Regions from separate parts of the Macaca mulatta genome. Here region 1 is linked to region 2. Evidence: chromatin contacts called from public Hi-C data. All regions are on one chromosome and are shown on one strand. Each heading gives the region's core, a stretch centred on a gene start, on an enhancer-like site or on the middle of the called end of the contact. The rest is flanking DNA. Distances are from core to core; before and after follow the strand shown.

Region 1 (7,147 bases), core at 1,633-4,132, 88 kb after region 2:
TTCAAGCAATTCTCCTGCCTCAGACTCCCAAATAGCTAGGATTACAGGTGCATGCTGCCACACCTGGCTAATTTTTTGTATTTTTAGTAGACACAGGGTTTTACCATGTTGGCCAGGCTGGTCTCAAACTCCTGACCTTAGGTGATCCATCTGCCTCGGCCTCCCAAAGTGCTGGGGTTACAGGCATGAGCCACCCCACCTGGCCCCCAAGTGAGATTTTTAACGGCATGAGTTGAATCCAAAGAAACTGCTGGTCCATGAAATGACCAGCACACCCTGAAGATGACAAACTGCTGGAGAGGCACCTTCCTTATCCCACCTTACCATTTCATGCCCATGACCTATACCCACACCTGTAGCCTCACAGAAGCACAGCGCAGTTAACACTGGCTGGGCGGAGAAAAGAATATTTGAACATTTCAATTGGAAGACATTCGGTGATGCTCCACGCACATGCGTACTACGCCTGGCCCCTAGTGGGTGCTCAGTCAGTATCTGTGAATGAACATCCTAGGAGGAGATGATTAATTACCACCCCACTGCCAGGGCCTGGGGTCAGGAACATGCTCAAACACTCCCAGCAAATCTGCCACCCAGCTGCACCTGGTCCAGTTACCACAGCTGCTATTGACCGAGCACCCACAAGAAACCAAACAGGATGCCACCAAGCAAGTCGACAGCCCTGGTCACTGTCTGGCAAATGCACCCACTCCTCAGGGACCTGGAAGGGTGAAGGGAGCTATGAAGGGAACTATGTGCACAGAGGGAAGGGCAGACGCAGTTCCTTTTCCTGAACAAATATGCTCTTCGGAATGTGGCCTGTCATGCCCATGTTCACTGTGTTTTATGTACTCTATAAAGATGATACTGAGCTCTCAAAAGTGGAGAATTCAAACCTGAGCCACCCTTCTCAACAGGCTCCACCTGGGCAGGGTGGCTGGGGCAGGAGGCTCTGGGCCCCCACCCTGGCTGCCCATCAGGTAAGGCAGTTTTTTCTTCCTTCTCCAGGAAGAGAAAGTAGGTCTTAAATAGAAAGTAAACATTTTACTGGGCATTTCTTGGAGTGACCTAATACGCAGTAACAGCCCACAGACTAAAATTAACCTTGTGAACAGTTTTCAGTTCATTGCTTTGGCCCCAGGAATCAGTGAGAAGATGGCTGTTCCCAAACTAAGCCAGCCCTACCAGCCACTCCCCTTCCCTACCACAGGGCATGACATCTTCCAGGAATTTTTAACATAGCACCATGACAGGTTTGGCAGCTCACACCTGTAATCCCAACACTTTTGGGAGGCCAAGGAGGGAGGATTGCTTGAGCTCAGGAGTTCATGACCAGCTTGGGCAACATGGCAAACCCCATCCCTACAAAAAATACAAAAACTAGCCAGGTGTGGTGCCATATACCTGTAGTCCCACCTACTACTTGGGAGACTGAGATGGGAAAATTGCTTGAACCCGGGAGGTCGAGGCCGCAGTGAGCTGTGATTGTGCCACTGCACTTCAAGCCTGGGCAATGTGGTGAAACCCCCATCTCAAAAAAAAAAAAAAATTTAACAAACACATATGATATGTCAGGCTCGTTCTAAGGGCTTTATAAACATTACCTCACTGAATCCTTACAACACACCCTCTCCTTACCCTCATTTTACAGATTCAGAAACTGAAGCCCTTTGCAAAGGCTTCCCAGAGTGGGAGAGAAGTCAAGCATTTCTTTCCATCCCTTCTTTGCCACACTTCCTTGAACAGTCTGTCCCCCTTGTATCTCATTGCCTCTACTAAGCTCTAGGAGGGCAGGCCCATCTCTCCTTGGACACAGCCTCAGTGTTTGAAAGGAAGAATGACATTCACGACCTTCCAGTGAGACCTCTTGTCACCAGCCACCAAAGTGAGCACAGCAGTTAGCTCAGCACTTTTAAAGTGCACTGCCGGGGCCCCTAGAGCAAAACTTTGGATCTGAGCCAGGCCCCTGACATGCCAAGTAACCACCAGGTTGCAAAAGTCTCAGCTACAGGCGTGACCACGAAGGTGGTCCAAGTGCTGCTGCAGCCCCTTCCCGCTAACCACAGCGAACCCAGGCTCCCCTCCCCCCCTGCCTGCTGCTCTAGAAGACAAAGAGAATTGGGGAAGAAAACTCCTTGACAAGAAGCTTCCTTGCCGAGAAATATTTTAAAGGACTATTCTGAGGGGTCAAGTAACATATGGGACTTGCTTCTAAGCTCTCAGGCCTGGCTGGGACACAACCAGGGACCCAAAAGCACAACTGGGTTGAGTCCTAACCCCCCTCCCTTCATCCTCTGCGGACATGAGATCCTCAGCTAAGACACTCCCCCGTTCACCAGAGGCGTCTTCCGTTGCCCACTATTTGGAGCCATGTGGCCAACTTAGGATAGAAAAAAATGCCCCACTCTTCGAGGCCTTCCTTAAACGCCAAGGAAGACATTGCTGCAGACACAATTCCAACTTCAATTGTGACCCTCCTGGCTTTTGTCAGTTGAAGCCTCATTCTTAATCCTGGGCTTAGTTGAGAAATGAGAAGGATGTGTGCAAGTGGAGGAAAATGAATCCTCAACCCTGAGCGAAAAGCACGCGCCGTGGAGGAGCGAGGAGAACGGACACTCTGCAGATGCCAGGGCTGGGAAACAGGGTGAGGGGAAAACCGGCTCGCTGGCCTCAGAGCTGCGGCAGGTCCACCACGGTGCCGTGTTTTGCTGGAGGAACCTGGATGCCAGCTCGGTGGATCTTCTGCCCAGCACAAAGGATCTCTGAAACCTGGAACAGGACAGGGGACACACCACAGACACGACACGGGCTCTGGAAGACCACTCACAAGGCCTGGCTCGCAGGAAATGACCATTCACGGGAACCTGCACGCTGCAGTCATTCTCATGCTTAGACGCCATGTCCACTTGCCAAGCAACAGCCTCTGAGAAAGCAGCTTCCCCCTTCTCAGTGTCCCAATGAGGCAACACAAGAGAGGAGAGGGCTGGCCGGGGGATGATCCTGGCCCCACCACCCTCTTCCAGGTGGAGTGAAGCAGAATGGAGACCTGTTTAAAGACTGCAGGGAGGACTTCAAATAGGCAGCCTCTAATCACTACCCAAGCCGGAGCTGAGCCAGGACACCAGCCTCACATGACTGATTTGTCAAGAGACTCCTCCCAGCACTTCCTTGAGTCATCCACAAGACAGAGCAGAACCCAAAGGCCGAGATGGAGGCAGAGGGACACCACCCCTGGCCCCACTGGAGCCCCAGTGAAGACCGAGATTTCCAGAACACACATGTGCTCACAAGCACACACGTGTTCACAAAAAGAAGAGAAGGGTTGTAGAGGAGGAAGGTAATCTTATAAAGAAAAGCCTGTTTTTCAGGAAAACCTCCACCTTATGGGGACCTTACCCTCTTCAGAAAGCCAAGGTCAGCCTGGGAGCTCCCGCATCACCTGCCCCGGGTACTCTCCCGGTGAGTTCATCACCCAAGCTCACCCAAGCAGGGCTGGTCTCTGGATTTGAAGACACACCCAACTTTGTGCCATTCCCTTTCAGTTCTCTGATAGCCTCTTTGAAAAGAAGGCTGTTCCCTTTGTTCAGGAGTATTAATTCAAATTCCTTTCTAAGGCTCACACCACACAAATGCAGGGGAGCGACCCAAAGGAAGTTCATCCGGCAAAATCCAGTTTCTCCCCGCTTTTCACAGGAGTGGTGCAAATAGACACTCCCAGCTAGGAGAAATCCTAAGCATCTTCCCTGTCTCTTGACCCCCAACTCCCCAAGGTGGAACCCACAAACCAGATCCTATTTAAGGTGTGCACATGGCTCCAGTTGAAAGCCAGAGGCAACCAGAGTTGGGGAGGGAGGTGGGGGGTGGAGGGCGGCTGCGATCATGCCATCCCAGACCACAAACATGGTGTTACCTATTGATAGTCTTACCTATTGATAAAATGTTACCTGGCCACTAAATCCAACTTTACCACATGAAGCCCTAAGCACTGTGAAAGCCACACACAGAACCCCCGGAGAGTGTGCCCTTGCGCTCTTGGAGTGCGGCGGGGGGGGGGTGATGTTGCATCAGACACACAGATGACGGCAAGGGAGAAACTGAGCTTGGGAGGAAAGAAGAGGTCTGTTGGTTAGCGTGGCAGAGCCATCCCCAGACATTTCCCGTGTCCCAGTCAAAGGCCACAAGCAGCCTCGGGCAGCCACAGAGAAGCCAGAGGCAGGTGAAGTTGGTAGTAACTAGCTAGACTTAATTACCTAAGCTCCCTGGCTCTGATTCTTCATTGGTAAAACAGTGACTAACTACCACCTCTGCCTCTGCCAGGACAGCCCTGTGCTTCGGCCCCGGAGAGCCGATCTCAAGGCAGGTGTCTGGCCTTTGCCTGGACACAGCGAGTCTGTGATCCAGAGAGTCTGACCCATGTATTCAATGGGGCCTGCCTCAGGCTTCTGAACAGGAGCCACGCTGTTCTGAAGATTCTCTCCAAAAGTGTAGTGAATGTAAAACGTCCTAGAGCAGGAAATGATCTAGAAACCGCTCCGTGGCATTGGATTGTGACTTCCTAACAAAATGATCACTCATCAAACAGGTCTGGGCCTGAGAGAAAGATATCTTTATCTGAGAAGCTCAGTTGATTCCTGGGGAAAACGGGACGGCTCCTCCCCTGAACCTTTAATTTCAGGGTGGGCAAGGAAAGAGGCTCACCCCAGGCAGGAAGGAGTTCCTCCTCCCACCACGGAGTCATGCCCAACCCACTCAGGCAAGTCCCCCAAGTGACTCCTCAGACATCACCCCACCTCGTGAAAATGAAACGCAACAACACACAATGGCCCAGCGAACTGGTGCCAGACACTAAGTAAGTGCTCAGGAAATGGTTGTTCTCTAGTTACTTGAACAACAGGTACAGCGCACTTGAATGGCTGCATAAATTTCTGGAGCACCAAATTAAATCTGCAAAACATAGAGGCGAACGCAGAAATTCCTCCATGGAGAAGATGGGTGCAAGACGGAACGGGTCAGACCGCACCGTCCTACTACTCAGCGCTCCGACAACCTCTAGTCAGAAGCCTCCCAGGCTTCAGGTGTCAGAGCCGCCGGGGTGAACAGCAGAGAACGCAGCAGAGGAGCGCAAATGTCACTCGTCCTTGACGTGGAATTCTGCTGAAGGTCTCAGTGGCCCTCGCTGTTTCCCACAGCAACTGCCACTGCGCTATTCGTACTACAAGGAAAAACACCCAGATTCGAAGGTTATTCACGAACCGTGGCCGCCCCCAAACACTGCCCAGGAGACGAGATCCCAAGCCGGTCTGGTGGAAATGATGCCGCTGTTTACCGTTTGCTTGCAACTCAGCCACCATCGCGCAGTCAATCAACGAACCTCACCACGACCCCAGGTCTGGAGCGCCCGGAGTCCGCGACCGCTGCGGGGTGGAGGCGGCTCTGACCTGCTGCAACCAGGTCCCTGCCCCTGCTCTGAGCCTGGAGTGCGGGCTAGGGGCCCAACGTGGTGTCCCGCGTGGTCTCGAGGCTCCTCCCTTGCCGGTGCCTCGCGGACCGGAGAGGCGCCGGCGACCCCGCTGGCTTGAGGCGGCGTCTAGCTGGACCCCCGCCGCCCGGGGTCCAAGCGGGCCAGCTCAGCACAAAGGCCAGCGGGAGGAAGGAGGAAGTGGGCACGGGGGGCAGGGCCCATTCTCACACCTCTCAACGACTTCCCCGCGGCGGGAAGCGGCTCCATTTACAAGTGAAAAGGCGAGGCGCGAGGTGGGGGGGCCCGGGGGTGTCAGGTACCGCGACCCGCGGAGGGGCCGGGGCGGGGCCGCCAGGTGCCCTGCGGGGGGAAGAGGGCACAGCTGGGGCGGGGCCGCGGCGCCAGGTGTTCGGGCCCGCGGGGGCGGAGCCTCCAGGTCCACCCGCCGGGAGGAGAGGGGCGGACCCCAGGCATGGAGGGGGCTTCACCTGGGGCTCGGGAGCCAGGAACTCCGGGACCCCGGAAGCCCGGACGCCAGGAGGCCCGTCCTCGCAGCAGGGTGGGGCACCCCCGCGGTCCGGGAAATGCAGGAGACCCCGCCCTCTCCAGGTAGAAGGCGGCCAGGTGTGTCGGGCTGGCCCTCCCCGCAGCAGAAGGTCGCGCAGGACACCGGAAGTCGCCCTGGAGTCAGTCTGAGCTGATCGCAGGGGTTCCCGGCGCCCCAGGCCCCCCACACCGCAAGTCACAGGAACAAGGAGGAAAACAGCCTCTTTATGACGTGGGGGAGGCAATTCAATATTTCTTCCTGGCATAAAATAGGAATTGCTCTATTTACCCAGCCCGCAGGAGCGTCGTGAAGATTAATGACTGTGAAATGTTTTTAAGATCAAAAACATTCCAGATTTTACTTGTAGGCACTTATATGTGCATACTGGTATCTGTATAGCAAAATATACTCTTTATTGATTGCCCTCCTAGTGTGACTTCTATTCCGTAATCCGAAAGCCCTGATATACAAGAATCAGGTCTGTCTCTGCATGCTCCTGAAACACTAGGGAACAGGGAATATGGGTAGGAAATGTCGGGTCAGCTGGGTATCTACCCTGAGCCTCTAGCTCTATCCAGTCCGCAGGGCAGATAGAGCAATCCAGAGTGCCGACCACAGCTGAACGTCTGGAGAAAGGGAAAAAACTTTTAAGATTATTGGTCACTCCCACTGGGAAGAAAACACAGTATCCTCCCCAGCTCATTAGGAGGTGCTTTCAAAGCCTGAGTCTCCCATCAGGGTCTCTGGTGTTTGCGGCGCCTTGGCCGTCACTGGGAGCCAATGGTCAGCCAAGTCCTGCCTGTGCCAGAAGCCCACGCAGCCCATCTGGCCCGGCAGCTCCAACAGCAAGGCCTCCCTGTTCCGAGCGGAGTAAGGCCACATGACCACACGGAGGACAATGTTGGGCTCCCCAGGGGCGTCTCCACTCCAGGCTGAACATTCTCAGTTCCCTCAACCGTTCCTGAGACATGGCTTTAAGCGCTCTCTCGGGCCCTGCCCGCTGCTGGCTCTGGCTGTACTCCAGGTGGGCAGGCCTGGGAGCTGGCTGCAGCAACCCCAAGTGGGGTGTCCAGGATCCAGATGCATTTGCAAGAACCACCCCCACCCCTTCCCTTGGCCTCCCAGGACCTGAACAAGCA
Region 2 (7,553 bases), core at 639-3,138:
AAGGATTTAGATGGAATTTACTCCGGACCCAAGGCTTGTCACCGTCAACCCATCCTGATCCACACCTGACCTGGACCCATTAGCCTAATGGCCACACTAAGATTTTCACACTGTTTTTGACGTGGACCCCAGAAGCCATGCTCCAAGGCCACTGATGCTGAAGCAGTGGGCAGCTCAATGTGCCACCCCCTCCCCCCACCAATTTCCTGCCCCACCAGCTCCAGGAGGCGGAATTTGTCATCGTTTGTCTGGATTCACTGGGAGTCAGGAAGGGGCCTGTCTGGGAGCTTGTGTTGGGTCTGGCTCTGCTGATCTTTTGTGGGGAGATACTTAGGATGAAATGCGGTAAAGGACAGAACAGGCTCACTCGCAGGACTTTGTGGGTTAGCCACGAGTTCAACACACCTGAGCCTGTCCCATTGCCCATCCCTGGAGTCATCCCTCCCAGGGCCCAAAGGCTCTTCCGTGTCACTGAAGTTATCATATGGCGGGCAGATTCGAACCGTCTATCCCAGTCACTCTTTTGAAGAGTGAACAATATGGAGAATGTGAACATATGTGGCCACGCAGCTGATATACACAAGCATTCCCCACAGCCATTTATTTTAAGGCACCGTGTGCTATTTTTATCCTCCACAGAAACGCTGCCAAGGGAATCCGCAGAGGAAAACAAAGGCTCTGGAGCTGCGCGGGCTACTCTGGCTTCACACTTTCACACGACAAATGATCACAGCACACTATTTGCCACCTTGTCTCAGAGACAAATGTCATGAAATAAGTCACTTGTCATTATTTGAGTTCAAGTACTTTTTCTTAAAAAACGGCTCTTAAACACAGATGCATTTTTTCTTAACTACTGGTCATGATATTCCACTGCCCCCACCCACGTGTATGTGTGTGTGTGCATGTGTGTACACGTGCGTGTCTGTTGCGGCTTACCTGTAACACTGGTTCTGAGCAAGTGAAAAATTTGCAAATGTGTTGTGGAAGAGAGTGGCAATGCTCATCCCCAGCAGGGAACGTTCCCGAGTTTCCATCTCTGCCTGCGATTATGTGCAGGGCAGTCATGCGGAAGAGAGACTGGGTGTATTCTGTGTGGGCAGAACCATGACCAAGGGAGAGGGGAAGCCAAGAGGAGAGATTTCAGATGGATAAAGAAGTTTCTCACAGTCGAGGAATAAGAACCACACGGGCAGGCTTCCTCGGAGAGGCCCGTGCCCCAACCTAGAGGACATGAAGCCCAGACCAGGACTGTGACCTGCAGCTGGAGACCCCTCTTGACCCATGGGGGCTGGTGTGCTAAGGTGCAAAGGGAAGGAAGAGCAACATGCAGCGTGACACCTGCAGACAGTTCTTCCTGTTCTGGAATCTTCCGGTTGGCCCCAGGGGTGCACCCTAGGGCAGCCCACAGCCAGCCCCTGCTAGATCCTGGCTCCCGGCAACCCTCAATGCTGAACTCTGCCGGGATTCCTGCGGCGGCAAACAGCCCTGGTATGTACCATTTTATTTTCACTCCAAACATCCTTCCTGGGACCATCCCAGCAAGCTGAGCATACTATTTTCAACTAAGGCCCTGGCATTGTCTAGGAATGTTTTCAGGGCTAAGCAAATTGCTAAAGCAAACATCTTATTTTCGTCTGCAAGGACAGCCAAGCGCTGTAAAAATACTTCCCGATAGGACTTCCAGTGGAACGGCCCCCTCTGGTGGTGCCGTTGGCACCAGACACTCTGGTTCAGGGAAAGTTCTCACTGGGCATCCAGGGCTACACCCACACTTCCCTTGACGGTGGCCCCATTGGCAGCCGCCCTGCTCCACACCCCTAGATGCCCCAGGAGAAGGCCAGAGAAGGCCTGTGGGCAGGAAGGGGTACAGGCCCTGCAGCACCAGGAACAGGGCCTCCCTCACCTCTCCTCCTTCCTGCTCCAAGGGACAGCCACAACTTGACACCAAATCCCACAGATCCCAGTTCCAGGAGTGGCCTGGGACTCAGACACCAGGTGACCTGGGTATGGGAGAATATAACGGGGTCTACAGCAGCAAAGTCTGAGGCTCCCACACCAAGCCAGAGGCAACTGAGAGCCGGTACCACAGGCCAGACGGAGCCCCCGTGCAGCGTCCTGGACCCGCTAGCTAGCCTGCATTCCTGGGTTCAGCATCCTGGACCTGCTAGCTAGCCTGCATTCCTGGGTTCAGCATCCTGGACCTGCTAGCTAGCCTGCATTCCTGGGTTCAGTATCCTGGACCTGCGAGCTGGCCTGCATTCCTGGGTTCTCAAACGCACCACGGTGAGGTGCCACCTCCTCACGGTCACTACAACTGTCACACCTTTACTGAGGGGAGCAGCTGTAGTAATAAGCAGGCTCCCCGGTTCATGGCATTCTGTGCACTGTTCCCAGCACTTTGCATGAATTCACTCATTCCTCCCAACAATCTCAGCAACCAGGTATGCTTTCCTCATCTAAAATGACTCAACGGAGGCCCGGGGTAGAAAACAACTGGCCAAAGACATAGCTGGGGTGGAGGTGGGACTGAAGCCGGGTAGCCAAGGGGTCGTCTACACCCTGAGCTTGTGATGGACCGAAGCTCCTGGTGTTTCACTTCCTGTTTCAATTGCTAAACTGAGAGGGCCTGAGTGACTGCTCCCACCGGGGCTGCGGAAGCAGAACCCAGTGACTCAAAATGGTGCCAACAGGGGAACGGGGTACACAGGGGGTGGCTGAGGTCTACACCCCTCAGTTCTGGACTACTAGAAAGAGAGATCCCTGAACGGGGGGTGGGGGGCACAGGGGTGCTCTCAAAGCTCCGCTAGTGTTAGTCCTTTTGTTTTAGGAAAACACGCTGAACTACTTGTTGCTGTAATAGAAGCTGGGGTTCACTGTATAATGGCCAGGTAGGGTGTGTCTGTAAGAGAATGCAAGTGAAATAAGGGTGATGAGGACATCTGCTTTTTAAAGTCTGTCCTGTTAAAAGCTGTACATTTGTAATGTGGGGACAGCGCCACCCACTCTGAAGGCTGCAGAGAAGTTCTAGGACAGCAGACACCAACTGGCAGCACGCAGAACGCAGCGTGAGGGGTTAGCATTAGGGTTAGGGTCACTGCCATCTGTGATAAAAAACACAGACGGACCGGGTGCGGTGGCTCACACCTGTAATCCCAGCACTCTGGGAAGCCAAGGCAGCTGCATCACCTGAGGCCAGTTTAAGACCAGCCTGGCCAACACGATGAAAGCTCGTCTCCACTAAAAATACAAAAAACTGGCCGGGCATGGTGGCACACACCTGTAATCCCAGCTACTCAGGAGGGCTGAGGCAGGAGAATCTCTTGAACCTGGGAGGTGGAGGTTGCAGTGAGCTGAGATCGCGCCACGGCACTCTAGCCTGGGCAACAAAGCGAGACTGTATCTCAAAAAGTAAAAAATAAACCACTGAGGGCACCCAAGGAACGGCATCTGCTGTGCACCCATGTTTTTCTAATGGCCCCGAGAGAGGCTGGCTGAACAGACAACTGTGCTCAGATGATCTTTCTGGCGTTCCAGTGAGCAGGCTGGGCCTCCACAGGAAGGGAGCTTAGCCAAAGAAAGGACAGCTCCCCAGCAGCGAGGCAGGGCCCTGGGCAGCTGTGCACAGCCACGGCCAGCCTCGAGCTGGACCTCAGCCGCAACCGTGTGCTGTGCTAAATGGCCATCATTGGTGGAACCAAAAACGAACAATGGGAAAATTATCACATTATCCTTCTACGAAGCAATCTGGAAAGCTAATTACGTGTTACCCTGAGCACATCTTCATCTCTGATGTGGAAACAGCATGGGTGAATTGGTCTGGAGGGGAAAAACATCACACTTAAGAAATACGGAGAATGTATTTCTCTGCAAGCCACACACGTGTTTTACCCACGTGTCATGAGGCCTGTGGCACCCTGATGGGGACTGAGCGTTCACTCCTCTGCCCACGTGAGGAACCAACAAAAGATGGCAAGGACGCCCCAGGATAACACCCAGACACGACGACTCGTGCGTAAGGCCTCACGCACGGTCCTTTCTTGCTGTGGCAAAACCGTTAAGTTTCTCTCAACACACACAAAACCGAAGTAAAATGCTCGTCCTCTGGCTCCCCTACAGTAGTAAAAATTAATTGCCACATAAAATTGCTGATTCCTACCAAATGAAGCTATACGATTTATCAACTCACGGATGGCGCAAACTCAATAGTGGTTTAACTACATCACCTGAGTTATTGCTGTGTTTTCTCTCAGTGACAGCTTTACGGGGAATGTAAGTTTTGCGAATTCATTCACGTAGGACAAACTTCCAAAGTAAACAAAGGCACTAAGCAGACACAGCTCTCCCGTGGCTATGTCACAGTGATTCTCGAAGCCACAGGGTGTCTGGGCAAGAAGCGTGGACTCCCCGTGTAGGGACGCCTGCGGCAAGTGCATCAGCCATGTTTCCCCCCACCCCCAGGCTGCAGCGCCACCTTCCCAGGGGTGCTCTCTGTTGAAGCCCTCAATCCTCCGCACCCCAACTTTAGAGGCCATTGTAATTTAATTATCCAACTCCACCTCCACATAGGAATCCAGTTATTTTAAATGCATTAAAAAAGTAAATCACTACCAGTAGCTTTTGTATTTTCGACCAGGGCAATGAATTTATAAATAGCTTATATATATGGTGTGGAAGACAATCAGATGGTGAATACCTCAGGGAATACCCTAGTCTCTCTTTTCACCAGAGTTTGCCTGGGAGCCAGGACATCCCTATCATTTTACGGGCTCTTTCTGTCTTTTTCATAATTCGTCCCCTGCCCATTAGACAACAATGGATTGATCTTTTTCTAATCTGAATTAGGCCAGGCACAAACAGGTAAGTTACCTTCCGGTTTCCACAATTACGGGAACATCAAGTACTTCTTCCAAACTCAGGCCTTCAGAGCAAAATAACTTTGGAGGGAGGGGTGCGATCCCTGGGGAAACAGTGTTCTTGGTGAGGACAATGCTGAGGTCACCCATCGGTCTCCAAAGAATGGCAGCTCTACTTCTCAAGGGAAGAGAGCCCCAACTCTAAGAATTTCAGGTACAAGAAAAAACACAAGTGCCACAATCCATTGTCCAAGTTTGCCTTATGTTCTATATATAGTCAGGGTGCATGCTTTGAATCCGTTTTAGAATCATGTTCTTAAGGACAACTTGAAATAAAAATCAGAGAAGTTTCGTTTCAAAAAAGGCAGAGAGGTGACCATCCACCCAGTGGATTTCACCCATTCCCGCCACGCCAATGTCCCTGGTCAGCCTTGACCCTGCTTCCCTATGTAGTGAGATGTGGGGATTCAGCCCAAGGCTTGTGGTTAAAAGACACAGGAAGAAAAGACAAAGAATGAAATCTTTCTGGTTTGGTGACTTAGCTCAGAGCTGGTCTGGTTCTTCTCTACTTTCTTGCCAAGTTTTGCATATTTGGGATTTCAGTTTCACTAGTTTCCCCACCTCACTGGTTTTACTGCTTAACGAGCAGAGAATATTCTCCCACAGGTAACCACAACTGTTTCACACAGAACATGAAATACCCAGCAAAGAAACTCACTCGATGATGAGATGTTTGCCACTAGAAAATACATCATACTGTCCCCATTCCATGGGTTCCCCAAACCGCTCTACACAAAAACTGTGGTTGGGGGGTTGCTTGACAGACTGTTCTTTGACTGGGCTCTTGGGATCTGGTCTTTCCAGGGAAGTCCAGCCATCATCAGATCCAAATGGAAGTCTTGCAACTGGGGCACTCTGCTTGAACTCAAATGCCCCCAACAAGAGCCTCATTCTCTTTGTGATAATTTCCTGTGCTGCACACATGAATCTGCGTTCTTTTCTGAATGTGCACTTTTTAAAAAATTGAAAACAACCCTAGGATGAGTCAACATTTTAATGCAGCTCATACCTGACTGTCAACTTCAGCAAAATAAAGGGAAGGAAGAGCAAAGCCCACAGGGACTTTGGGGAAGGGGAGGTGGTGAGGGGAAAAGGCAGGATCCGGCTAACAAACGCCAGTATCAGGGAAATACCAAGTCCACATCCTGCGCAGTCAGCTCCCCAGGATTTGTTTTTGTGGGTCTCTGAGCTGAGAGCTAAGCGGGCAGGAGGGAGAAAGTGGGAGGTAAAGTTAGAGGAGGGACTCACTGTAGTAGCACACCGTCAGCTCTTGTGGCCAGCCCCAGTGGAAAAGAAATCCCACCACATTTACATCCATTCATGCTCCATATGAAGAAGCTGAGGGTCACTGTCCTCTTCTAGCTATTTGATTCAGCTGGCTTTCCAGTCTATCAGAAAAATGCCATCATCGGCTGGGCATGGTGGCTCTCACCTATAATCCCAACACTTTGGGAGGCTGAGGTGGGCAGACAGCTTGAGCCTAGGAGTTTGAGACCAGCCTGGCAACATGGTGAAACCCTGTCCTAAGAAAAATAAAAAAATTAGCCCGGCTTGGTGGCATGCGCCTGTAATCCCAGCTGCCCAGGTGGCTGAGGTAGGCGGATCACTTGAGCCCAGAAGGCAGAGGTTACAGTGAGCCCTGATTGTGCCATGGCACTCCAGCCAAAAAAAAAAGTCATCTTCTTGATGGTGAACTCCTTCTAATGCTCAGGCTGATGTTCTAACACCCAGGACAACGTCTGAGTGACCAGCGGCTCTTGGCTGAGGGATGTGAGCTGTGAGCCCCTACATCATAGCTTCCGTTAACATGGCGATGCCTAGGCACAGGCAGCCACCCCTCTATTAAGCCACATCCCAAATCCTAACTCCAGCAGAGCCAGAGACTCAATGCTTTCTGTCACATGGAGCTACCAACATCAGGACCAGCAGGGAAATTGGCAAAACATCAAGTCAGAATGTCCGGTGCCTTCTAAGCAATCAGGTGCATGCACCGTGCTAGGTGAGCGTGGGGCAGGGAACGGAAGGCAGGCAGGGTGTGCAGATGTAATGGAGGAAGCAGGCACGGCCAAGCACCCTAGAAAGTGCTGTCATGTTTCGTACAGGAGCCTGCTGCGGGTGGCTCACAGGGACTGGAAGCATGGCCCAAAAGTGTGGGCAGCATCTTTTCTGTTTGCACGACTCTAAAGTTTGCCTGGTGGAGGAGGGTGACACCTGCACAGAAGCCAGGGAGCACAGTGCACCAACCTTCAGTGTAATCTCCAGTCCTGCCACTGACTAGTGAGCGGTATGACTCTGGGTACATCACCTGAGCCCTTCAAACCTGGGGGTTTCTTAGCCATACACGGAATGACCTCTGGTACCAGAATTTTAAAATGTAACAAAAAAGGAACTAGCCCATGTGTCACTCAGTAAATGCCTCAGGGTGAACTCGAGAATCCGGAAGTCTCCAGGGGAGACCAGCGTGTGCAACCTGCCTCTTCCTATCACCCCTGGGCAGTCTTCCCAGCTCCATGGAAAAGTCTTTGGTCAACTGAACGCAGGCAAGGCCGCTGAATTCCTGACAGTCCCTGCCTGACCACCAGGCCCAGGTGTCAGGGAACGCGACTCCTACTGATGGACAACCAGACACCCCCAAGT

Evidence for each region. A called contact is a pair of places that touch in the nucleus more often than the background predicts.
Region 1: a contact with region 2 is called in a Hi-C map of sperm, with 3 times the contacts expected there. The contact joins two enhancer-like sites. A contact is called at or near these places in 3 of 14 Hi-C or Micro-C datasets (blood, cortical neurons and sperm).

Annotation. Positions count from the first base shown.
Region 1 is chr9:137,207,584-137,214,730 of T2T-MMU8v2.0, forward strand. All of the region lies in intron 1 of CTBP2 (C-terminal binding protein 2), which reads right to left. Among named protein-coding and RNA genes, the nearest start is that of CTBP2, 12 kb to the right of the region's middle. Within about 2 kb of position 2,883, at least 5 of the 40 cell types and tissues checked have an H3K27ac peak or open chromatin away from gene starts, as enhancers often do.
Region 2 is chr9:137,121,048-137,128,600 of T2T-MMU8v2.0, forward strand. All of the region lies in intron 2 of CTBP2 (C-terminal binding protein 2), which reads right to left. Among named protein-coding and RNA genes, the nearest start is that of CTBP2, 98 kb to the right of the region's middle. Within about 2 kb of position 1,889, at least 13 of the 40 cell types and tissues checked have an H3K27ac peak or open chromatin away from gene starts, as enhancers often do.